Regions from separate parts of the Mus musculus genome. Here regions 1, 2, 3 and 4 are each linked to region 5. The links are chromatin contacts, called in public ChIA-PET, HiChIP or PLAC-seq and Micro-C maps. All regions are on one chromosome and are shown on one strand. Each heading gives the region's core, a stretch centred on a gene start, on an enhancer-like site or on the middle of the called end of the contact. The rest is flanking DNA. Distances are from core to core; before and after follow the strand shown. Region 1 has its middle 11 kb from the start of Wfdc21. Region 2 holds the start of Slfn8 (schlafen 8). Region 3 holds the start of Hnf1b (HNF1 homeobox B). Region 4 has its middle 22 kb from the start of Gm38934. Region 5 holds the start of Taf15 (TATA-box binding protein associated factor 15).

Region 1 (4,963 bases), core at 131-2,630, 260 kb before region 5:
TAGGCATGCGCTCACTGGGCTGTGTGGGGTGGGGACCTGGGCAGGGCTTGGTGCTTCCACCTGGTTCCCAGGCTGGGGGAACAGACATGACCAGAGCAGACATGACCATGTCCTTCTTGATATATGATTCCACAGATCCAGGTCCTTTGGCAGCAATCTGCACAGAAATGACACCATGAACACAGACAGACCTCTGAGATATGTCCCTGGAAGGATGATTGGCAGTGAGAAAATGGGTCTGCTCCCAGACAGTATTATTATAGACTGTAGTGAATATATAAAATAATACAGTTACTGACATACCATAGAATATAAATGGGAATAATGCCTACCAAACTACTAATGGTATTTATTTCAAAAACATAAACTTACAGACAGAGCTGATCTTTTGACCTATAGTTTTGTAACACTTTAACTCTTGCATAAAATTGAAAGTTATAGATTAGCATGTATCATGTGTACATACTTGTGTGCACTGTGTGATAGTTCCATTCATATATACATGTAGTGATCAGACCAGGACCATCACCATGCGTGTCAAACACTGATCACCCTGTTTTGGGAACCTTCACTCTTTAATAGTCTTATAGTTACAGATAAGAAATTGGTGTGGACCTCAGAGTGAGGTAGTGTGCTGTGAGACCAAGGATTCAGTCTTCTACTGTGTTTTGGTGCTAATTGTCCAAACCCTTCCTCCCCTATAGTATTCCTAGATAGCTCCTGACAACCTCTGTTCTGCTCTCTACTTTCATGTTATCAACATTTTGTTCCTATAGTGAATGAGAACACACAGCATTTGTCTGCATAAGCCTGGCTTACTTCGATTAACACAGTGTCTTTTGGCTTTGGCCATGTCATTGCAGATAATAGTACATCAGTCTTTTCATGACTACACACAGTCCTACCACCAATATGTAGTTGTGTGTTTATCCACCAGTGGATACCTTGGTTGATTCCACATCCCGGCCATTGTGAATAATGCTGTAACAGGGACTGCAGATATGTTTTTGATATAATGATTTCATCTCATTTCAATGCCCAGCAGTGGGATTGCTGAATCTGATAGCAGTCTTGTTTCATGGTTTTGAGGAACTCTTGTGCTGTTTTCTGTAATAGCTGTACTAATTTACATTCCTACCGAGAGTGCCCAAATGGGAGTTCCCCTTTCTCCACAGCCTCACTAGTTTTGCTATTTTGGGGCTTTCTATAAAAGTTGCTCTGACTGGGGTGAGATGGTGTCTCCTGTGGTTTTGATTTGCATTTCCATGATTTCATCACTTTGTTTTGTACCTATCGATTCATTACCAAGGGCCAACTAAAGGCAAAAACTGCTTTGTGTCACTACAGCTCTAAACCCCAGTCAAGGGCAGACATCTAATATGCTGGGTCAAGGCCTCTGTCCTTATGTTGTTGCAATAGTAGAAATGCCGGAGTCTCTTCTTGGCAGTGGGTGCTAGGTAATGTATTTGAGAAACAGAGACAAGGGGCAGGGAGCAAGGAGTGGTCCTTGTGACACACATGTGTCCTCTTGAAGAAATGGCTTCCCTCGCTTTAATATTTGTCTGCTTCTGTTACTTATACTTAGAGAATCAACTATCAAGTTTAAGCCTTTCATTATCCAATCAGATAGTTATGGAGGCCCTACCAAAAAGAAAAAAAAACAGAGAAAAGAAAAAGATAAGGACTTTGCATCAATTTGATAGCATGAATGATATGAAGAAACTACGTGGGGCAGGAGAGAAAACCTGAAACATTTCCCGTGGACAGCAGAGAGTGACAATTGGGGATTGTAGTTTATAGAACAGCTATGGTTGTGGTGCATCTGTTCAGAGAAGGGAGGGGGAAAGGTACTAAAGTAATTGTATAGGGGTGTGGTTTCTGCCACACTCTTTCCCCAGTTAGCTCCCAAGTAAACAACACAAAGACATCAGAATTTTTTAACAACCTAAACTGGGCAGGTCCTGAGACTATTATAACCCTAATAGGCTATTAATAACCAGATAAATGCTGGATTACTTGCCAGCTGAGCCTTGATCTGTTCCATATTTGTCTTCAATGTGAGTTTCTTTTGGCCAGTTGCTAATGGTTCTTCCTCATGGTCTATCCTGCCTCATGACAACCGCCTTCTTAGCCTACCGTTTTCCTTCTCTCGCGGTCCCTACCTGTGACCCCCCCCTACTCAATCTCAAGTCCCACTTTTCTCTCTCTCCTGCCCAGTCACAGGCTCTAGCCTTTTATTATCAAATCAGAGATAATTCAGGAGCATTCTTTACAGCACATTGGTGAATAGAATGACCATATCCAGACTGCAACCCCATCGTGGGGCACAGAACTCAGCATTTGAATACACAGTGCACAAGACCAACCTCAACAAAAAGTTGCTGGGGAGAATGGGAACAGGAGGGAGAGCCAAATTAAAGAGGAGCTGCCAACCAGTCTTTTGGGGGTGCAGAGTAGGTCAATGTTTTTATGTTCCAGCATCAGAGAGCAAGCACAGGAAGTATTATTCTGATAGCATGCAGGAGAAGTGAGCACTGTGTCTATCAGTAGAGAGAGACACTGGCATCCTCATGGTGTTGGGAAACCAGAGTGCACACACGTGGTCCTGCCACACCCACCCGCCATGGCCTAGCTATGAGGCTCCTGTGTCTAGGGGGATGAGGCCCAGGTTTTCTGAGTTAATGCTCATGGCTAAATGATGGCTTCACCTTACACATACTTTTTATTTTTAGACTGACAAGATGCTTGAGGAGTGGACTTGTCATCTACAATTCCACTTTCCTGACCATGGAGAAGGAGAAAGTGTGAGGCAAAAGAGAGGATCTCCTTGTCATGGCTCCGCAGTGCTGGGGTGCTGCCTTCCTAAGGTATCTGTGATTTTCCTTTACACAGTTAAAGAGATGACCACGTAGAAGCCAGAACATATCAAACACACAATGCGCCAGGGCTAAAAGTCTAATCTGCTTCTCAATTTCTGATTCATTGCTTCCATCCAGGTGACAGCAATATCACTTCTGAGAAGAGAGGGAAGTCACAGCTTTCCTTGCATCCGAGCTCCCATGCGGACAGTTGCTATTTTAGAGGGGCAGAGGACACTCAATGTGGGGTCATGATGGATGGAGTTGGATGATAAAAGCTCCTATTAGGGTCCAAGAACTTAGTGTCTTTCCCAACACCTCAACCACTTCTAAACTCTTTCTGTGGGGAGGGGAGATCTACTCTCCTGCCTCAATTCTTGGCCATCTCCTCATTTCTCTTTTGTAAATCCCTTTATTTCAATGGTTTGTGTGGTTAGGGCAAAGTGAGCCCAGTTTGGTAACACATTCACAGCACACATGACACCATGGGGAGAATATTCTAGGGTTTAAGTACAGTGGGTTTTTTTGTTCTTATCTTTCCAGACTTATAGCTATTCTGTGGCTTTCCTATTCAGTGGCAGCTGCTGATGGTGGTGGTGTGCTATAGCCTGGAAACAAAGGGACCAGGGCTCAGCAGGGCATTTCAGATTAGGCTTGGCTAAATTAGACACCAGCAGGACTTATTGAGAAAGAAAGGGTTTTTGTTTGTTTTTTAAATCTGGGAAGCATAAGATTTAGCTGAGTAAAGGCACAGGAAGGATGCAGGATGTCATCAGGAAGGATGCAGGATGTCAGGAAAGATGCAGATGTCAGGAAGGATGCAGGGTGTGAGCCAGCTTTCATCCCAGAAAAAGGGGAAAAGCTTCCAGGTAATGAAGAAGAGGGGGAGTTACTGGAACAACACCATCAGAGTGTTTCATTTATAAATCCTCTGACTTCTCCCTGCAATGGCAGGGCTGAGTGGTTGCCAAAGAAACCTATGGTTTACACAACTTATCATCTGAACTCTCTGACATTTCATAAAAACATGCACTGATTCCAGATACCAATAATAAGGAAATATTTGAAAAACGTAAACATTGTATGGTGGAAAGTAAAACACACTTCTCTCTCTCTCTCTCTCTCTCTCTCTCTCTCTGTGTGTGTGTGTGTGTGTGTGTGTGTGTGTGTGTGTCTTCATGCCTACATTTACAAATACATTATTTGGAATGAGTATGGATAAATATGTATTCACTGAGAAATTCAAATGTTAACCACATCCAAAGGTTCTTATACTTGAAAATGATGGTTCTGAGACAGATCTTTCCCTTGAGAAGGGCAGGGGAAATCACAAGGATGCAGCTAGATTTCTGCTGCATTTTTAGTAACCACACGATTGGGGAACCATTGGTCTTGGCCAATCACCAGGTGGTAGTTCTGTAATGTTTAAGTAGGAGTTCATGTCACTATATCTAGTGTATGTAACTTAATAAAATGTGTTTTTTAAAAACAAAATCTCAATTGCTTATTTTTTCTGATGAAGACTTGGGAGCCAGATCTTGGGGTGAAAGCCTGCTAGCTCAGAGAGGCAGAGGAAGCACTCAGCTGACCTTCTGCCACAGCTGATGTCCCAAAAGGAAAAGTCTCCTTCTCCACACCATCTCAAAAGCCCCTCAAATTGAATAGCATCGTTCAACTCAGCTGTTCTGGCTCAAACTCCTGACCAAGCTGACTGATTCGATCTGGCTTCTCTCAGCTTCTCACTGAACTGCTTTGCCTGCCCTCAAACTAACTCTGGCAATTTGTTCTAATCCTTTGTCTCCTTCTCCTTCTCTAGCTCATTCTGTCTTCACCTGCAACCTGTCAACCGGTCTCTGTAAAACTGTCCTGGTAAAAATGCCTCCTTCTCCCTTGACCCCCCTCCCCCCACTGCTCTCTTAAGTAGCCCCTATTTCCTGTGCTGTTCTCATGATTCATTCTTTAATACCTTTCTATGATTTATCATTTTGTCTGCTTGTCAATTAGATGTCACTTTCAAACATGGGTGCTTCCTTGTAAAAACTAACTTTACCTTCATTGTTTGGGATTAAAGGGGTGTATAGGCATATCTTTTTCACAACATACTT
Region 2 (4,474 bases), core at 1,566-4,065, 450 kb after region 5:
TAAAAGCAGTACTGGATAGTCTGGTTCTTTCCACCTAAGTTCCAGCTTTCTGCAACCGTGGATGCAGCCAGATTAAGAGGGCAATGGAAGGTGAGAGTGCACTTGAATTCAGCAGTGTCCTTGCAGCTCTGTTCTTTGTACCACTCGATGTTTAAAAGAAGAAGAAGAGGAAGGAGGAGGGGGAGGAGAATGAGGAGGAAAAGAGGAAGAAGAAGAGGAAAAAGAAAAGGAAGAGGAAGAGGAGGAAGAGGAAGAAGAAGAAGAAGAACAAGAACAAGAACAACAAGAAGAAGAAGAACAAGAAGAAGAAGAACAACAACAACAAGAGGAAGAGGAAGAACAAGAAGAGGAACAGGAAGAGGAAGAGGAAGAAGAAGAACAAGAACAAGAACAAGAAGAACAAGAAAAAGAAGAACAAGAAGAACAAGAAGAAGAACAAGAAGAAGAAGAAGAAGAAGAAGAAGAAGAAGAAGAAGAAGAAGAACAAGAACAAGAAGAAGAACAAGAAGAAGAACAAGAAGAAGAACAAGAAGAAGAAGAAGAAGAAGAAGAAGAACAAGAAGAAGAACAAGAAGAAGAACAAGAAGAAGAAGAAGAGGAAGAAGAAGAAGAAGAAGAAAACAACAAAGAAGCCATTCTCAATTCTCTATGTCCTTGTGATTGTGGGTTAAGATGAAAGCACTCAGCTACTGCTACAGCATTGTTAGTCCCACTGAACAAGAATGAGACCACTACCTCAGTTTTTAAGGCAAGTTTGAAGCAAGCTTTATTAAATATGGCCAGGTCCATGCCTGGCATTCCCAGAGAATGACTGTAAATTACATTAGACAGGGGTTTATAAAGGCCCTGTCAGGCTTGATTATGTTGGTGCTGCAGATGCAGCCCCTTCTGCAATGCAACTGCCACTGTTGCTGCTGCCATCTCATGGGACAGCAGGGACAACTGGCAAGGGGAGGGGAGGGAACCACTCCCTTGAAGTGTATGCTATCTGGGCTATTGTGGATCCTCCTGGTCTTCCAGCTTCAGGATGAGCATCTCCTGTCCTAGCCAGAGCATGGGCATGCCTGGTGCACACAAGCATGCACCTGTCTCCCACTCTGTGAACCAGCCGGGGTTGGAAATGGAGCAAGTCAAATCTCCCGTGCTGATCAGGAGTGGGATTGCGCCTATAAAGAGCCATCTACTCTCTTTACATTATTTCCTACAATGCCAATCCCTAGAGCCTCTCCCCAGCTCCTAAGTCTGATGCTCTCCATTTCATTCTCAGTTTTTTTCCTGGGGAATCAGCTCTGCTTGCCCATAGTCTGCAGCCTAGAGCTGGGGCTCCTCTGTTTCCCTATTCATTTGGCCTGTTTGCACAGCCTGAGCACCCACACGTGGCACTTGTGGCACTGGCCTGAAGCTGCCCTAACACACTTGCTTTCTGACCTCCCCTCGCCCCTGGCCCCACCACGCCCTCAAGCCACTGCTGTCAGCCCTCTGATTTCTTTCCATTCTGGTCCACATCAACTCGAAGCCATGTGTACACTAGACAAAACTCTGTCATTTGTCTCTTTGGGTGTGTATCTCTTCATGTGTTTTTATCTACTGATACAACCTGTCAAAGTCACTTAACAAGATAAGGTTTTTGTTCTATCCTGCCTTAGTAAATAATGATTTGTAAACAATATGAGGTTAAAGATCACTGTCTTTTATAAATATATGTTTACCCTTATTTCTTAACTGCCATTAAGTTATAGTGTACCCTATTTGCTAGTACATTCTCAAACAAGTAATTAAGCAATCACAGGTCGTCTAACTCAGATATGCTCAATAGAGACTACTGTCAAACTTGTCAGAAATCTGCTAAATGTATTAATTTTTAAGCTCATGACAGACAGAGACTCCCAAAGCCTGAGAGTTATCTTTTATGTTCTCCAAGGAAAAAAGGACACAAGAGTCTACTAGTCTTGGCTGCTGCTACGGCTTGGTTTACACTGTGGACAAACAGGATACCCTGAGAGTCAAATGCCTCATATTGCCTAAGCCAAGGTGGGTCATTTCTCATTTCACACATATCTAACTCCACAGAAAAAAAGGTTTTTGTCTTTTGGCCTTGAAATCTAGACTGACTCTGCCCAAGATGCCATGGAGACCTCAAGTACCTGGGAGCTGTTTATGTAGTGAACCGTACATGAAACTCTGTCATTTTAATTAATACATGACTCCTAGATTATACTTTATTTTCAGATTTCTGACTCCATTGATAGCTAAGGTAACTGTAGCTTGACAGCTAGAAAACAGACGTAGCTCCTTACCCTAAGGGAATCCACCACTGTGTGTGCTCATTAGTACATTATTTAACTAGGTAAGACTGCCAGACTTCTTACAGACTTCACGATAAAGGATCATAAGTTCAGATGTAAGCTTTCACAGATATAACCTGCTCCTTTCTTACCTAAGCTCAGTTTCCAGTGAGTGAACGCTTCGTGTTTCCTCTTCTAGCTATGCCACCGTTCTAACACTGTTCGGTAGAGTTCTTATACATTTGCTTAACCCTAAAAAAATCCCACTATATGAAATATTATGTTTTCTTTGATTGTCCTTTCCACAGCAGGGAACCCCTTCAGGCTGAGAAGGCTATAAGTCCTTGCTACAGTGAGGAGGCCCACGAATAGCTAAGAATGGGGGCTTAGCTGGAAACACAGCAAGACAGTCAGATCCTTCAAAACCAGAAGTGAGCTCAATCTGGCAGCATGCCTGCAGCTGGCCAGAAAATTTGAGCAGTTTCGTTTTCCCCAAAAGCAAGTAACGCAACCACAAGAAGAACTGAGCCAGTTCGCTGTTACCACTGCTAGCCAAACTCACAGTAGAACCAGGGCTGCTTTTCTGGACTTCACAGGCAGGTGACTAGTCCACAAGTGGAACACTACCCGGCCACAGACCAGAAGGATCTTGTCAGGAGGCTGGCTTCTGGAAAGAAAGGGAGACTTACATTCCTGTCTGTTTCCAAATTCTGCTTTCCAAGGTGGCCAGGGAACAGGGATCAAGAGAACTCCACTGGAAGTGGTGAGTGAGGGTCCAGGTGTGACCTTCAAGGGAGCCAGGGAAAGATGGGAGGCCCGGCTCCAGAGGGAAGGGGCTGGAGAAGAGCTCCAGAGGGAAGGGGCTGGAGAAGAGCTTATCTCCTTTTGAAAAAATTTTATCCTGTCTTGTGTAATTTGTATGAAAAGATCCCATAAACAGATTGATTAGTCGGTATATAGATGCAGACAGATAGGTCCATGAGGGAACACTAGCATTTAGGACGAGCAAGGAGGAAAGAGGAAGTGGGGAGAAAGCAGAGACCAAAAGAAACTAAAAACACCAAGAACAATCCGAACGCCCAATATAGCTCAGGTTCACAATTATTGAAGTTTAGTTTCTGAGTTTCAAGCTTTCCAGTATTTAGAAGGCTTCCTATTGGTCTCTGCCCACGGGCGGGAGAGGGTGGGTGGAGAGTCAGGCAGTGAAAAGGAAAGGCTGGAATTCCGCGCCACCTCCGCGCGCTCTGCGCTCTGGGATCCGGAGCAACCAGGACCTGGTGAGACCCTCAGCTCCCCTCCACCTTCCCTGAGGTCCAGCACACCAGAACTGGGACCTGAGCAGCCCAGAAGCCAGGGTGGCACCACTGTGTCTCTCCTGTCTGAAGACCCGGATATTTTCTCAGACTTGGCGACGCGTTCCTTTAAAAGTAGGTGCTGAGGACTGGAGGGGCCTGGGAGTGAAAGGGGATGATTCCAGTGGGTGAGAGACTGACCAGCCCAGCACAGGAGAAGGGGGACCCAGATGGGTGAAGGGATGGGGGAGGGAGGCTGTCTCTGTCACTCTGGCTTGCTCTGGCTGGCAATCTCAACAGGCAGTCTCTGAGCTGGTAGAGCCTGTTACTCTTAGTAGGTGCAAGTTAGAGTACAAGCTTTAGGCCCAAGGTTCAGCTTTGAAATGACAATGTTGAAAGGGATTCTGCAGATGCCACTGAGCGACCCCTCTCTCTAAGATACTGTCTTTAACTGAGCAATGAGCCAAGAGGCAGAAATAGAATAGCTACTATCTCACCCAGGGTTTATAATCCAGAAGCTATGGAAAAGAGCCTAAGACCCTGGGATTTCAGTTTCTCAAATAGCACACCTTCTAAAGCCTGTTTCCTTTCTGTCCCAGTTCTGCCTAAGATGGCCAGTCCCAATTTGTTTTGCCCAGTGTACTGCCCCAGCCCTTCTAGTGTCTTGTGTGTTCCACTCTTACTTTCTACACACAGTCATCAGAGGCCTAATCTTTCACCGACTGTTTATATGATTGTATAAGGGAGACAAGATCACCTTTCTGCAGGTCTCAGGGAATGGTGCCATTACTATAGACCAGCTGTCCCACAAGCCCCTACAATCCTTCAACATTGGCAAACATCCTCTAGTCTGGCCTTATTCTGGGTCACATGACACTTTTAGGATTTTACTCCCTT
Region 3 (4,875 bases), core at 2,306-4,805, 380 kb before region 5:
GAATGAGATGTTTTTGTGAATTGTAAACGTTCACATTAATGGTACATAAATTAACTAATTCCTCAAGCATTTATTAAGGCCCAGAAAGTAGAACAACATAATGAAATAGTAAGAAAAAAAGCAGAGGAACTGCGTTCCAGTGTCAGACCTGGAGAATTCATCCTGAGCAGGAGGAAAACACGGCAATCAACATTTTAAACATAACCACGTAAATAACAGCGATCGTCTAAAAGCTCATTGTTGGTTAACATTTCCACAGATATTTTTAGGGTGGAAAAACATTTCTAACAGATACGAACCATAGCTTCAAAAGTTAGAGAAAACAGTATTTGGGTTTTAAAAATTACCACTGTATCGCTTTAACAGATCGTTTGGCCATTTTTCCTTTGTTTAGCTTCTTTACCGGTTATTCTACGTACCTAAAAAAAACCTAGCATAAGAGTGTGTTCTAAACGTGAGTGGTTCCGTGAAAAGGGGAATTAACAGCGAGATGATTAAGAAAAAAGAAAAACAAAACAAAAGAAAAACCGTTGAGACAAAACCTTCAGGCCCTGAATTAAAAATATTTGAATTGGGGGTTAAGATGGCGTAGTTATATCTTAAAAAACAAAAAAAAAAAAAAAAAACCTGAAAAACTAAAAAAAAAAAAACTTCTCGGATCCCAGAATGCCCCGCATATTCCCTACGGAAGAGAGCTCTGAGGCCCAGGTAAAGAGTTATTGGGAAATACAGTTTCCTCCCTAGGAGAAACTCGCTGTAGCGAGGAGCGCTCGGCCTTTGTAGAGCCAGCGCAGGTGTCAAAAGCAAACCCACAGTGGCCACAACGTCCAGCCCGCTCCTTCCTCAAGGGTGACTTTGCTTCCCAGGAGCAGAGACTCTCTGGGTCCCGGCTCGCGGGGAACCAGGGGCCTTGGTCCCTAGGTGGCCCACCAGGTCTCCTAAGCCCCTGGGGCACACCAGCCTCCGACCCGCAGCCGGGGAGCGCGCGACACCGCCGTTTGCAACCCTCCACTCTGGCCAGGTTCTTCCAGCCAGGGTAAAGGCGACCAGGCGCGCCACCGAGTGACCCTCCTCCCCCGCACACCTTTCTTTTCTTTCTGACTTACAGGGGAACAAGGGGGTGGAGCGGGAAGAGAAAAACAAAAGAGAGTGCCCGGTACCCTGCAGTCGGCTGCGCGGTGACCTGCGAGCCGCTAGCAATTTCTTGAAAAATTACTTTAATAAAGTCAGACGCTCCAGGCCCAGGGGAGGGAAGGCGGCACCAGCTTGCGAATGGGACAGAGCTTCAGGGTGTGCCCTGGGTCCTCACCCCAGCTAGAGTCTGGGCTCCTCTCCTTCTGCTCCCCATGGCTTGGGGGTGGGAAGAAGGCCCAGGTCCTAAGACCCCCGACTCAGAGACTCTGCGCCCGCAGAGCTCTGCGGGTGTCGGCTTCCCAGAGCAGCGCGGGGACCTGGGGGTGCGTCCCGTACCTCCGCGCGTGTGTCCGGCGAGCACCCCCTCCTGCGTTTTGATTTCCTTCCCTTTCTAAGCCGAGTTTACAACTTCACCAATGAATAACCCGCCTCTCTTTTCAACCTAATCACGTTTTGTGTACTTTCTGTTGATGATTTATAGGAATAAATTAATAACACCCCAACTCCACGTGCTGCAGTTTATGTTACATCTCCGCTCTGTCCAGCCCGGGGTGGGGACCACGGTGGAGAGGCGCCCTCGGCCTCCCGGGCTTCCCTAAGTCGGCTCCGAGGCGAACTAGACAGTGGCTCTCAGGAGGAAGGACCTAGGCCCCAGGGGGCTGGCGACGGGATGCCGGGTCCCTGAGCCAGGCCCCAGGATAAATTTTCTGCCAGCCTGCCGTCCCAAACCTTCCGAGGGGCTCGGTACCTCAGTCTGTACCCTCTACCCCTGACACCATCCAGGCCGCTAAACTCAGCCAGAGGGGGAAAAAAAAAATCATTGCTACGTGGAGAAACAGCAACGAAAGAAACCCAAGCTTTTAAATTAGAGCAAAATCATTTTAGGGGTTAAAAAAACAAAAAAAACAAAAAACTTTTAGAAGTCCTCCAGATTGCCTTGGCTAGAGGGCGAGCGGCCGGGTCCCCAAAGCGCAAATTCAAATGCAAGGTCATATCCCACCCCAAGCGCGCGCTGCAGGAGAGGAAGCCGAGCCAGGGAGGCCGCCACAGTCACTCCGGAACTCTGAAACTTTGAAGCCGCAGGGCTTAAGAGTCAGAGGCCACGCGAGGGGCTCCTTTCTGAAGCCAAGTGGCCCCGGAGCGACGCGCAGTCTAAGGGAGCCGCTTGGCTCCTTGGATAATTAGTAACTAGCTGTCAAAGCGTAGGCCCGGGCGAGAGGACCGGCAAGTGATCCCAGCCACCGGAGGGACCGCCAGCCAGCCTGGGCTCCCCTAAGCCTGCTGGGGTGTCGTTAGTGAGATGCGTACACGCCCACCTCTGCAAAAGGGCATGGTGGTCTTAGGAGCACCTATTCTCTCTCCCTTTGTTCATGGTTTCTTTTGCCCGGCACTGGTGACCCTACAACAAACTTTCCACTTTATAATTCTAAACTTGGCTCTGTAAGGACACAATCAGAGAACTTGCTTCCCAGGCCTCGGCCACTGATGCTGCCAGGTCTTTTGCAGAGAACTGCAGATCGCAGGGATTAATACGTGGCTTGGGGTTTGGGAAGTTTGGTGGGTCCGGGGGCAATTGCAGCCTTTTCGCTGCACCCACCAGCCCCTCTGGTCATGTGACCTAAGGCTCCGCACCTTCGGTTCTCGTGACTGGGTACCACCAACAAAGTGCCTGGGTCCAGGCTGCCCGCATAGGTGGAGGCAGACGAAGCCTGGGGGTTCCAGGTCGCCCGGTGGAGGGCCAGGTTCAATAGTTAGCAGAGAAGCGGAGTGCCCCCGGGCTATTTTTCCCGTGGGGAAGGGGCTTGGGGAGAGCAGTGTACACCTCATGCCTCCGGTGAGGGGCCGGGGACTCCAGAGACTGCTCGGGCTCCAGGGCGTACCTCGCTCGCTTGCCTACCTGAGCATCCGGTCCACCTCGGCCCGCTGCTCCGCGGCCTCCTCGGTGTTGAGCGCCTGGAGCTCTTTGAGGATGGGAGGAGTGTCATAGTCGTCGCCGTCCTCTGAGCCCTCGTCCCCAGACAAGCGGCCCTTGGCGTGGCCATTGGTGAGAGTATGGAAAACCGGCTTGGTGTCGAGATCCGCCCCGCTCCCGGGGGACAGGGGCAGTGTCTCCAGCTTCACCCCGAAATTCGGGGACGGCAGTAACTCCTCCAAGGCCTGGATCAGCACTTCCTTGGTGACTCCGGAGCTCAGCAGGGCACTCAGGAGTTCTTGCTGGAGCGACGTGAGCTTGGACACCATTTTCCAAGGACGGAAAAAGAAGGGGTTGAGGGGATGGGTGGGTGTGAGAGAGGAGGGTGGAGGGGAGTTTTACAAGAGAACTCCAAGTCCTGGAACCCCTCCACCCTTTAGCTTTCAGACACCTGTTACTCTCTGGGGTCCCGGAGACTCCTCCGAGAGGAGTCAGAAAACTTCTAACTTGCCATGATCTCCACCATTAGGCCATATAAGATATGCAAATGAGTGGGAAGGGCTCAGCTTTCGGCAAGATGCAAATGGTGGTGGGGAGGGGGGAAAAACCGAGAAAGTGGGAGAACCTAAGGGACAGTCCAACGGAGCGAGAGACTTGGGCCGGGATTGGGACTTGCCAGAGCCCATTCTACTCACGCTGGGGGGCTCCAAATCTTCTCTACCGATTCTGTTTATCAGCCAAACTTTAGGTGACCTTTGGACTGGTAAAGCAAGCGGCTTGCAGCCTGGGCTGGGTGGGGGTGGGGGACCTTTCCACTAGCGACAGGTTCGGCTTTAGTCCAGAAAGAAGAAACTGCGCTTCGGGGGTTCAGGTGAGAGAGCTGGACAAAGTTGGGGTGCCTTGGCAAGGGGGAGGGGGGGAGGGTGAGGAGAGCAGAAAGCCTCCAGGTTGTCTGCAGGTAGCAAGCCTGGAGATGTAGTCAGATGGTGGCGAATCAGATTCTTTGGGAATGGGCGCCAGGAATAAGAGTGGCTTTAGGCGCGGTTACAACGAATTGGAGGGACCCCATTTCTTTTTACCTCGGTTACTGCTCTCCAGGTCCTCCTCAGCTCCGCCTGGTAGTTTGGATTTGCCGGATTCCTGACCAGGACCGCGCGTTGTTAACGTGCTAGAGGCCTGCGGGACCCTTGAAAGGAGACGCCGATTCGTTTATGGCCAGAGGGAGTAGCGAAAGTGGAGCTCTGCCGCTGCAGGGCTCACCAGCTACCTGCCCCGCCAAGCCAAGGGGGAGCAGGACACCTGGAGCTCGCCTTCTGCCTAAACCCGGAACCCAACAGCGCCTGAGCTCTGCACCCAAAACTAGGGCTACGGAGTCTCCTTTCTAGTAGTGAATGTGTAGATTGACCTGTGGCTGGACCGACTGTTGCAGCTCTGGATTACCCAGGACCACTGTTTTGGTTCTTAATTCTAGGAAGTCCGTTGTACCGGGAGTTAAGAATCGCGCTCTATAAACACAAGTTCACTGTGGTGGTGGCAGGAGTCTTGTATGCCACCTAGAGCAGGCACCCCTAAAGCCACTGAAGAAAAAAAAATGTTTTTTCCCCCACCCAGGTCTGGTCCGGAAGGAAGCTCTGAGCCTTTCGGCACAGCACGGCAGGAGTTTCTGCCACATCTCCCCTGGGACCCGGAGAGGAAGCAAGGAGGCACAAGCCGCACCCAGACCTCCAGGCAGGGACCTGAGCTGCAGGGAAGGAAACTGCTTACACACACACACATACACACACACACACACACACACACACACACACACGCACACGCACACGCACACG
Region 4 (4,652 bases), core at 943-3,442, 320 kb before region 5:
CACCAGTGGTGCCCCTCCCGACATGGGTAGTGCAGTGAGACCCACCGGGCTCTGACCCTTCCCAGTAACTCAGCTCTTGCTCTTTTAAGATAATTACCTTTTCCTTATCACTTAGGAATTCAGAAAAACATTAGTGTAAGGGAAAAAATGCAGGGGCTGGTGCGTTGGCTCGGAGGTTAAGAAGCCTGAAATAAGTCACCACATAGAGTTCCAGGCCAGCCAAGGCTGTGTAGTGAGACCCTGTCTGGACAAACAGACAAACAAGAGCATCGGCTGCTCTTGCAGAGGATCCAGCTTCCACATGGTGGTTCACAGCCCAGGGGACCTGATGCCCTCTTCTGGCCTTCCTGGCCTCGCACATAGTACATAGATACACATTCAGAACACTCAGACATGTAAAAATTAAAAAGAAAAAAAAGACAAAATTACCCATTGTCTCAGCTTGCAGAAATAACCTTCTAATACAATGGAAAAAAAACTCTTTGCAAACTGTCAATTGTTGTTATAATATATATGTATATAAATGTGTGTATATACATTATTATATTACATTAATACACACACACACACACACACACACACACACATATATATATATATATATATATATATATATATATATATATATATATATATATTACTTTTTTCCTTAACACTATAGTCCAAGCATAGTCCCCCCTTTTTAAAGTTTATAAACGGCATCTCACTGAATAGTCCTGGAACCCTCTATGTAAATCAGGCTAGCCTTGAACTCACAGAGATCCTGCCTGCTCCTGCTTACAGAGTACTGGGATTAAAGGTGTGCACTATCATGCCTGGCAATTTAAAAATTTTCTATATCTAAACCATTCTCTAACATTGTTAAAGTAGAGAAACCTATATAAAGAGTTTAACCCAGCTGTTGGTCTGCCTTTGATTTCATCTTGTCAAACACAATGAAGTGTGTGTTCACCCACATGTCTTGGTCTCCATTCCTGGAGAAGGCTGGACAAAGTATTTCTGGGTTGGAGGCTTTTTTTTTTTTTTTAATTTATTTTTTTGCATTGGGATGCTGGCAGGCTTTTCTCAGAAGGATGGAACCTGAGTTTCTTCAGATCTAAAGGTCGTGGCAGGATACATTCTGTATGCACGTGGGGCTGGGGCTGGGGCTGGAAATGGCTCAGACTCCGAGGCTTTGGCCAGTCCATCACCTTCATCATTTCATGCTGACACAAAGCAAAACAACGCAACAACACAAAACCAACCTTCTCAGAAGTCCTATCCTGTCTCCTGTTACAGCTTGGAGAGTGTCTGTCATCAGGCACATTCTGGGAGACTTTCCCTTTATCTAAAGGGGTCAAGAGAGACTTCTGGAAAAGCACCTGTCATGGCCCAAGATGATTCTGGGTCAGCTGATTGAGGGAAGGTTTGGAAAAGCTTCCTGGCTTGGGGAAAAAGGTGGTGCCCACTATGCTACCTGCAGTCTACTTAGCATATCAGACCCCAAGCATCATGCCTGCCCTGTGTTACAGAGAGCACTATTACATAGGACACCAAGGGGGGGGGGGAGAAAGAGAGAGAGAGAGAGAGAGAGAGAGAGAGAGAGAGAGAGAGGCAGAGAGAGCAGAGAGAGCGAAACAGAGACACAGGGAGAGACAGAGTGTGTGTGTGTGAGAGAGAGAGAGAGAGAGAGAGAGAAAGAGAGAGGCAGAGAGAGCAGAGAGAGCGAAACAGACACAGGGAGAGACAGTGTGTGTGTGTGTGTGTGTGTGTGTGTGTGTGTGTGAGAGAGAGAGAGAGAGAGAGAGAGAGAGAGAGAGAGAGAGAGAGAGATGTTTGGAAAAGTTTGTGGGTAAACTGTGCCAAGCCTGATGACCTAAGTTAGATCCCTGGGATTCACAAGGTGGGAGAGAGCTATCCTCTATACATTGTCCTCTGACCTGTGCAAGCGTACTTTTAAGCTCTCCCTCCCCTAAGCAAAACTGATATTAACAAGCTCTATGCTTTAAGAAATAGCCCTGCCCCAAATCCCTGTAATTTACTCCCCATCCAAGCTCCATTCAAGCAGCAAGCAGCTGTGTCATCTGCTCTGCTTCCCAGCCCCACTTGAACCTGCGCTGCCTTCAATGCTAGCTAGCATAAGCTTCACTTAGACGCTTCAGGGAGCCAGCATCGGGCATTGACAGGAAGGCGCATGCGTCCCGACCGTGATCTGAGCATGTTACTCAGAAGTTTCGTAATCTGTGAGTCACAAAACAGGAAGGATAACATTTGCCTCACTGTTAAGTATTGTTCTCAGATGACACGATGCTAGCGAAACTGCCTCATGTATAGAAGATACTCAGGAAATGCATCAAGAATCGATGAGCCCCTCCCAGATGACTGGGGCTCGCGTTCCCTTGTCTCCAGCCCCTTACCACTCCCCTTTTCTATACTCTTGCCTTGCCATGCTTGTGAGGCAGGGCCAAAAGCTCAAGAGATTCTTCTGGTACCTTCTCTGGCACCTTACATACCGTTCTTGTTCAAAGCATTAAGCGTAACCAAGGGTGTTGCTTTTTTTTTTTTTTTTCTTTACATTCATTCCAGGGTGGAAGGTTGTCTCACTGCACGAGAGACATGTTATCCTACAGGTGTCACGACCACCCCCAAATCCAGCCTTTCAGACCAGAGCTCCCTGAACCCATGCCCCCTACAAGCTAAGGCTCAGAGAAGAGCGATGCTTCTCCACTTTGGGCTTCTTAGCCCTCCAGGGCACATTTTCCAAAGCATGAGATATGTTGGGTTGTCATAGTTAGGGGGATTCTTCCTGGCGTCTGGTTAAGTAAGGGGTTTGAGATGTTGACAAACATCCCACAGTGCACCTACAAGGAACCAGCCTGCCCGAGGAATTAACAGTGCCATGGTTGAAAACCTTGACTTAGAGGGGCCCTTCCATAAGGTCAGGGCAAAGCTCTGCTCACAGCCCTCCCCACCCATGGTTCCTAAACCCCTCCTCTTTATGGTGGGGGGACAAGGCCAGGAAGGCCCCACATCCCAGTTACCACGCTCAGCCTCCTCCTGTTTCCACCTGCTGTTCTGCTCTGTTACCTCCTGCCCCTCTAAGATAGCCTGTGTGTCCTACGTGCCACCTGCTGTACAGCTCTGTGGTCACCCCAAGGGTCACCCCCGCCTGCCTCTGCTCAAAGGTTGTCTTCCCAGGGAGAACTTCCTTCACACCTCGTGCCAAACTATAATCTGCCCAGAGCTTTCTGTCCGGCCATGATCTGTTTTTCCTTGCCTCTGGCCCCCGAGACCCCAGGTCACTGACGGTATTAGCTTACCGTCCTGATCAAGTGTGATATCTGCAGGACTTTTTTTTTCCTTGTTCCCTGATATTTTCTTCTGCTTGATTCTTTTTCTTTTCTTTTCTTTTTCTTTTTTATTTTTGAGACAGGGTTTCTCTGTGTAGCCCTGGCTGTCCTGAAACTCACTCTGTAGACCAGGCTGGCTTTGAACTCAGAAATCTGCCTGTCTTTGTCTCCTAAGTGCTGGAATTAAAGGCATGCACCACCACTGCCCTGCACTTGCCTGATTTTTATATATTATATCTTATATATTTGATAAATTCTCCAGATATCTTCTCCAGTGAATGGATGAATGAATAAATGAATGAAAATCCTACTGTTCCAGAGCTGTTCCGTTCTTATGAAGTCAAGCTGACCTGACACTTGTGTCATGTGAGTGCAGTTGCCCTCATAGACCAGAAGAGAGCGCTGGATCCCCTGGAGTGACAGGTGGCTGTGAGCCATTGGACGTGGGTCCTGGGAACCCAACTCAGGTACTTTCCCTTATTATCCCCAACACCTGTTCAGGCAAACACTTAAATGTTATTCTGAGCATCTCATGTAAATGAAAACCTACAGTATACGTGGCTGTCTTCTTTGACTTAGCATAGCATTTAATGGCTCACCCACGATATGGAGTATATTGATATTTCACCTTTTCTACAGCCCAATATTATTCCACCGAGTAGACACACATCATGCCGTTCTCTGGTCGCCAGCAGAGCCGCCGTTGCTAGTTAGGGGCTATCCCGAATGCTGCAGCTGTGGGCACTGCTGTACTTGGTCACATCATTTGTTTGGGGTGTCACCTGGAGTTGCTGAGTCATGTGGTGACTGTGTGGAAATTTTGGAGGGACTGCCTGCTGCGCTTTCTTCCTGGCTTTGTGGATTCACACCCAGCATTGTCTTTCCTCGAGTTATGCCGAGCTTCTTCGGTCCATGCTACCTGACCTCCTCTGCATGGCATACCTGGGAGGCTCCTGTGCCTCCTGAGGGGCACCCTCTATGGCCAACACCTCAGTCACAAGGAAGGGAGTTTCAATATCCCAGGGCTCAGGTTACACGGGCAGCAACTACAATGAAGCCTCGAGTGAGAACCCTCAGCTCCTCCCTTCTGTTCGTGCTCCATCTGCTACCTGAGTGCTCCCTAAAGCAAATCTATTTTGCTTTAGGGATACCTACAAGTCTAGTAAGCCTACCGACACTGCCCATGACCTCTCTATGGGCTCACCATGCTGAGCGTCACAAGCTAACCCACCAGAGGCCATCCGCTTGGCTAAACCTCCCTGCCTTGGGTTAGGCCACTCCCTCCTCAAATGTGATTTCCTCCCTTTCCTAGTCAGGAAGAAC
Region 5 (4,508 bases), core at 310-2,809:
TTCTGGACCTTTACCTGGAAAAAATATGCCAATTTCTCCTCTGGAACTAATAATCCCTTGTTTGAACAAAAAGCAGAATTTAAAAAGAGCTAACTTCACTTCAGCCTAGCTTTTTCCACCATACAGGTACCCTACCCAAAAAGATGAGATTTCTAGCTCCTCAGTATCATTGCTAATCTGAGGGAAGACCATCATTCTCTGTCCCGTCTTTCTCGCTCCTTTTGAATCTTCTCCAATTGCAGATTTGATCATACACATCCCTCCAGGTGGACTGGGAAAACCTTTAGAAAAGGATTGCCAATTAATTAATAAAAGGGCAAATCTTCCAAGCATAGTGGTGCACACCTTTAGTGCCAGCGGTTAGGTGGATCTGTGAGTTTGGGGCCAGCCTGGACTCCATATCGAGTTCCAGTTGAGCCAAGGATACCTCATGAGATCCTTTCTCTCATAAGTAGGTGAAAAACTACCAAAGTCATTATGTCATCTCAGCCATATGGCTTTAGGCAATGTTTTCCTCAGAAGTAAAGAACTCTCGTTCTGGGTCTGTCTTTGCCACCTGTAAGTGTAGCCCAAAGAAAGGACCTTATGTGGTCAACTGGAACTGTTAGAATTCAGAGGACTTTTAAGTTCTGGTTTAACAGGACCCAGACTGCCTGTCCGGAGGGGGGAAAGCCTCACTTCCACACAGCAGTGGCCTCTATAAATACTAATTTGAGGAAGACGCTGTCCTTGGTCTCTAAAGTCTTAAGGGAAATGCCACGAAGACCTAAAAGTGCTCGTCAGTAACTGGCAAGGCTTAATTCTAAGTTCAGGAGATTAACAAGTGGAGGAGGGAGTACAAAGGTGAAGCCCAATAAACAAACACCGCCCCGCAACCCCAATGGTTACAGCAGAGGGAATGACCGTAGCGCGACTTCGGGTAAGGCAAAGTGCTTCGAAAAGGGCTCCCAGAGCGTAAGACTCCCACCTGATGAATGGGTGAGTCAGGAAGGCCCAGCTCCACTTCTCGGATGGGGAAACAGAGGAACGAGGTGGCGAGACGACCGGCCGGAGGCCTCGCTGAGAGATCTGAGTCGGCGCGGAGGACCCGAAGCCCCCAGTCCTCAGGCTGATGCTCAGATCTCGGCTCCCCCCGCCCTTACGATGGCGTAGACGGGCCTCCGCCCCCCCCCCAACTCACACACACCCTCCCCGGGGAGCTGCTCATCTCCCCAGGTTCCAAGGGCAGGATCAAAAGAGCTCCGGGGCGCTCCCGCCGTGATTTGTAGCCAGGGAGCGTTGGGAGCGTGCGTGCCTCCGGTCCAACATGGCGGCGACGCGGCCGCCCCCCTCCCTCCCCCCACCCCAGCCTCCCTCAGGCCGGAGTCTTTCCCTCGCGGCCCTCCGGTGGGCGGGAAGACGGCCAGAACCCACCGGACCCCTTCTCGCCGCTGCCGCTGCTCGCTGACGGAGTCACCTACCCGACATGACTAACAGCCGCGGCGCGGAGCCCCGCCACGGCCCGCGGAGAACAAGGAAAACGAAAAGCCAGGCGGCGCGGCTGCTGGAGCTGCTCTGAGGGCGGCGCGGCGGGCTGAGGCCGACTGCGGGCCCTCGGCAGCCAATCAGCGCGCGGCAGGCGATACCACTGCGCCGAAGCCGGAGGGGTGATTCCACGCCACTCCGTTCCGCCGAGCCTTAGAGTCCTCCCGGATCTCCCCTCCGCGACCGTACCATTATTGAGAGGGAATTGAGAGAGGAAAGTACCAATGCCCTCCTGGGGCTAGGGGAGGAAAGCGAGCCAGCTCGCTCCGCCCCATTCACAACCCCAGTTCTAGTTTTACCGGGTCTGGTAGACTTTGAAGCTATGAAGCGAAAGACGAGGCTCCCCTTTTATAAATAAGAACTTAATGCCTGGGAAAGTCGATTCTTCCTTTAAAATCGGGAATGGTGTGGTCGGCCTCGCTCGGGCTCTTGCTGCAGAACTTGAACCACTTGGGGGCGTCCCGAGTCTGGGCAGCGAGCGGAACGAAAGTCGTGACAAGCTCCATACCTGATCGCCTCCGGGGCTGTTATAACCACCTTGTCCAATAAAAAAATCGAAGTGAGACCAGAACAAAAATGTGACTTCAGTCTAAGTCACGCGCATAACTGGCTCCGGGAATAAGGAGACACGGGAATGGATCTTTCTTAGTCCTCTGTAACAGCTAACTCTTAAATTGTCAGCGCCTTACATCATCTCATTTAATTCGCACAACAGACTGATGAAATAGTTTCCCCCAGTTGCGGATACAGCCGGATAGCCTGAGGCTAACCAAGGGCAAAGGTGGAATTTTGAAGCCTGGTAACCAGACCCTGTTGCTAAGGGGTTTTACCGGAAAGCCGTAGAGTAAGCTCAGTTGGGAAAAGGGCTTGGAAAACTCGAGAATCTGCAAGGACATTTCCCCGAGTGAGTGACACCTGAACGAAGACCTGGGTGATGAGTTATTCAAGTTGAATTGGGCAAAAGATCTGTCCAGACTTGGTGTAGAACAAGTAATTTGATATGTTTGAAGTGTAGCCTCCAGGGGAGAAAAGTTGAACTTGCCAGAAAAGTAGGAGGGTATATAGCTGAGGCCTCTTAGTTTGAACTTTGTCCTGAAGGTGGTGGATCCACCCACTAGAGAACTTCAAAAGGTGGAGATTAGATATGTATTTTCCAGCTGTAGAATGAAGAATAGGTTGGAGTTGCGAGGTGCCTAAAAGTGGGAGAGAGAAGCGAGACTAAGAATTTTGCTCAGTGATCCAAGCCTGGCCTAACATGCTTGAGTCCCTGGGCTCAATTCCCAGCACTGATAATTTTTAAAACCAATTGAGGTAGCATGGCCCAGTACTAGAAAGTGGAATCAGGAGGACCTCTGAATTTGAGGCCAAACTGGTATACATAGTGAGTTCCAGGACACACAGGACTGCAGAGGGCCTTTTTTATTTTTGTCTTAAAACAAAATATTTTAAGCAGGAAGATCACTTGAGTGGCTTAATAATAATGCTAGTGAGAGAGATCGCAGTGCACTGGACTCATAAAGTAACTGCAGAGGGAAGTGCAGAAGTCACAGACACTTAGGAGGCCATGAAAGCCTATGCAAGAAATGGCCAGATAGAGGTGTCCTGCACTGTGACAGGGACCAAGCGGAAAAGACTAGAATGGAGCAAAGAAAGGGTAAGTTCAGAATTGATACCTTCAGGTCAGAAAAGAGCATGAGGTCCTTTCTCCTCATTGTATCTGTATAGACAGAGGATTTTAGGAACCTTTAGACAGGACCAAAAGGCAAGGCTAAAGAAATAAAGAAATAAAAGTTCTTTCATGACTATGAGCCATGGTACTTTAGCATCTGTATCGAGGAGAGGAACCCAGAGAAGAGCTTATGCAATTGTAGAGAACCAGGCTACAGGAGAAAGAAAGATCTTCTGGGTTCTAATTTTGTTTTTGTTTTTAAGAAAGATATACAGAGTATTGCTCATCTTTGACAGTGTAAGTTTATATCATTATCCAGTTTCCATTTCCTAAGATCTACTCTGTGTGTAGAACCTGGGAAACCCTAGAGATAGAGAAAGAAACCCAGCCTGCTGGTCTCAGAAACTGCAGTCACATAATATAATAGGCAGGGTGCAGGCCTGTGGTCCCTACCAGACTTGAATGTTCCAGGGGTGGAAAGTGTTCTAAAAATAGGACACTTCATCCATAGGAAGGTAGCCTTATGAAGGAAAGCCTCCTGCATGAGGTGCTGCCTAAACTGAGCTATAAAGAAAGATCAGGAACTAGCCAATAGGTTCTCCAAGGCTAGCAGCTGTGATAGAGCACTTTGGGTAATATAAGTGCCCCTGATTGGGTTGTCAATGGGGTTCAGGGATGATGGAAGATAGAAATGGGGGGACCGAGGTGGACATTTGGACATGGAGATGCATGTGCATAATCCAAGCCAGATGGAGGCTGAGGCAGGAGGATCCTAAGTTTGAGGCCATCTTGGATGACAAAAACCCTAGAGAGAAGCGTGGTGGGGGACAGGCTACTTCCTGAAAGGTCCCGTATGCTTTATGGAGGATTTTGAATACTATTTTTTTTAAATGGGAACTTCAGGGCCAGCGAAATGTCACATCAGGTAGTCAGTTACTGTCATACTGAAAACCTAAGTTCTATCCTTGGGTCCTGCACTATAGGAGAGAATTGACTCTTGCACATTGTCCCCTGACCTCCACATGCATAAATAAACGAACAAATAAGAAAAGTGGAAGCTTCTGAGGAAGTTAATTTAGGAATGACAATTAGTTTTCTATATCCATCATCTCTCATTTTCTGGGCAGGCTTGTGAAATAAGAGTCTATATTTTGTAGATGATAACCCCAAAACCCAGAGAGGTGAGCACTTTTATCAAGGACACACGGCCAAGTGGGGATAGACGCAGTGCTCCTCCCAGCCTTTGAACCGTGGTCAGTGACCTATGCACAGTGTCCGGGACCTCCAAACCTGAAACTCCTCCCATGTCTATACT

Evidence for each region. Hi-C and Micro-C count contacts between places; a contact is called where the count stands out from the background. ChIA-PET counts read pairs in DNA pulled down with a chosen protein or histone mark. HiChIP or PLAC-seq counts read pairs in DNA pulled down with a chosen protein or histone mark.
Region 1: an H3K27ac HiChIP or PLAC-seq map of microglia shows a contact between it and region 5, with 6 times the contacts expected there. The contact joins the enhancer-like site here to the promoter of Taf15 in region 5. A contact is called at or near these places in 15 of 39 promoter capture datasets (the 3T3-L1 cell line, 3T3-L1-derived adipocytes, the C10 cell line and 10 more), 5 of 484 Hi-C or Micro-C datasets (B cells, the C2C12 cell line, the N1E-115 cell line and 2 more), 23 of 115 datasets of contacts at active chromatin or transcription factors (the 230-238 cell line, CD8 T cells, the HPC-7 cell line and 16 more) and 5 of 9 other capture datasets (adipose tissue, embryonic stem cells, embryonic tail and 2 more).
Region 2: a contact with region 5 is called in an RNA polymerase II ChIA-PET map of memory CD8 T cells, with 5 read pairs. The contact joins the promoter of Slfn8 here to the promoter of Taf15 in region 5. A contact is called at or near these places in 2 of 115 datasets of contacts at active chromatin or transcription factors (memory CD8 T cells and microglia).
Region 3: a contact with region 5 is called in a Micro-C map of embryonic stem cells, with 2.7 times the contacts expected there. The contact joins the promoter of Hnf1b here to the promoter of Taf15 in region 5. A contact is called at or near these places in 3 of 39 promoter capture datasets (the C10 cell line, liver and pre-B cells), 1 of 484 Hi-C or Micro-C datasets (embryonic stem cells), 1 of 115 datasets of contacts at active chromatin or transcription factors (pancreatic cancer cells) and 2 of 9 other capture datasets (adipose tissue and pancreatic islet).
Region 4: an RNA polymerase II ChIA-PET map of memory CD8 T cells shows a contact between it and region 5, with 14 read pairs. The contact joins the enhancer-like site here to the promoter of Taf15 in region 5. A contact is called at or near these places in 5 of 39 promoter capture datasets (the C10 cell line, the HPC-7 cell line, cranial neural crest and 2 more), 1 of 484 Hi-C or Micro-C datasets (bone marrow-derived macrophages), 9 of 115 datasets of contacts at active chromatin or transcription factors (the 230-238 cell line, bone marrow-derived macrophages, effector CD8 T cells and 3 more) and 2 of 9 other capture datasets (adipose tissue and liver).

The regions. Positions count from the first base shown.
Region 1 is chr11:83,733,693-83,738,655 of GRCm38.p6, reverse strand. No RefSeq gene overlaps it. Among named protein-coding and RNA genes, the nearest start is that of Wfdc21, 11 kb to the left of the region's middle. Within about 2 kb of position 1,380, at least 57 of the 459 cell types and tissues checked have an H3K27ac peak or open chromatin away from gene starts, as enhancers often do. A contact at or near this core is called in the 230-238 cell line, B cells, CD8 T cells and 4 more, where this site is marked.
Region 2 is chr11:83,019,151-83,023,624 of GRCm38.p6, reverse strand. It overlaps Slfn8 (schlafen 8), which reads left to right and starts at 2,815. Exons shown (of 6, transcript NM_181545.4): 1 at 2,815-3,048; 2 at 3,597-3,712.
Region 3 is chr11:83,849,549-83,854,423 of GRCm38.p6, reverse strand. Hnf1b (HNF1 homeobox B) reads right to left here and starts at 3,555. Exons shown (of 9, transcript NM_009330.3): 1 at 3,032-3,555. The coding sequence starts at 3,375. Gm12576 (a long non-coding RNA gene) reads left to right here and starts at 3,793. Exons shown (of 4, transcript XR_388929.3): 1 at 3,793-3,917; 2 at 4,145-4,875.
Region 4 is chr11:83,787,006-83,791,657 of GRCm38.p6, reverse strand. No RefSeq gene overlaps it. Among named protein-coding and RNA genes, the nearest start is that of Gm38934, 22 kb to the left of the region's middle. Within about 2 kb of position 2,192, at least 133 of the 459 cell types and tissues checked have an H3K27ac peak or open chromatin away from gene starts, as enhancers often do. A contact at or near this core is called in the HPC-7 cell line, bone marrow-derived macrophages and memory CD8 T cells, where this site is marked.
Region 5 is chr11:83,470,159-83,474,666 of GRCm38.p6, reverse strand. Taf15 (TATA-box binding protein associated factor 15) reads right to left here and starts at 1,559. Exons shown (of 16, transcript NM_027427.3): 1 at 1,461-1,559. The coding sequence starts at 1,467.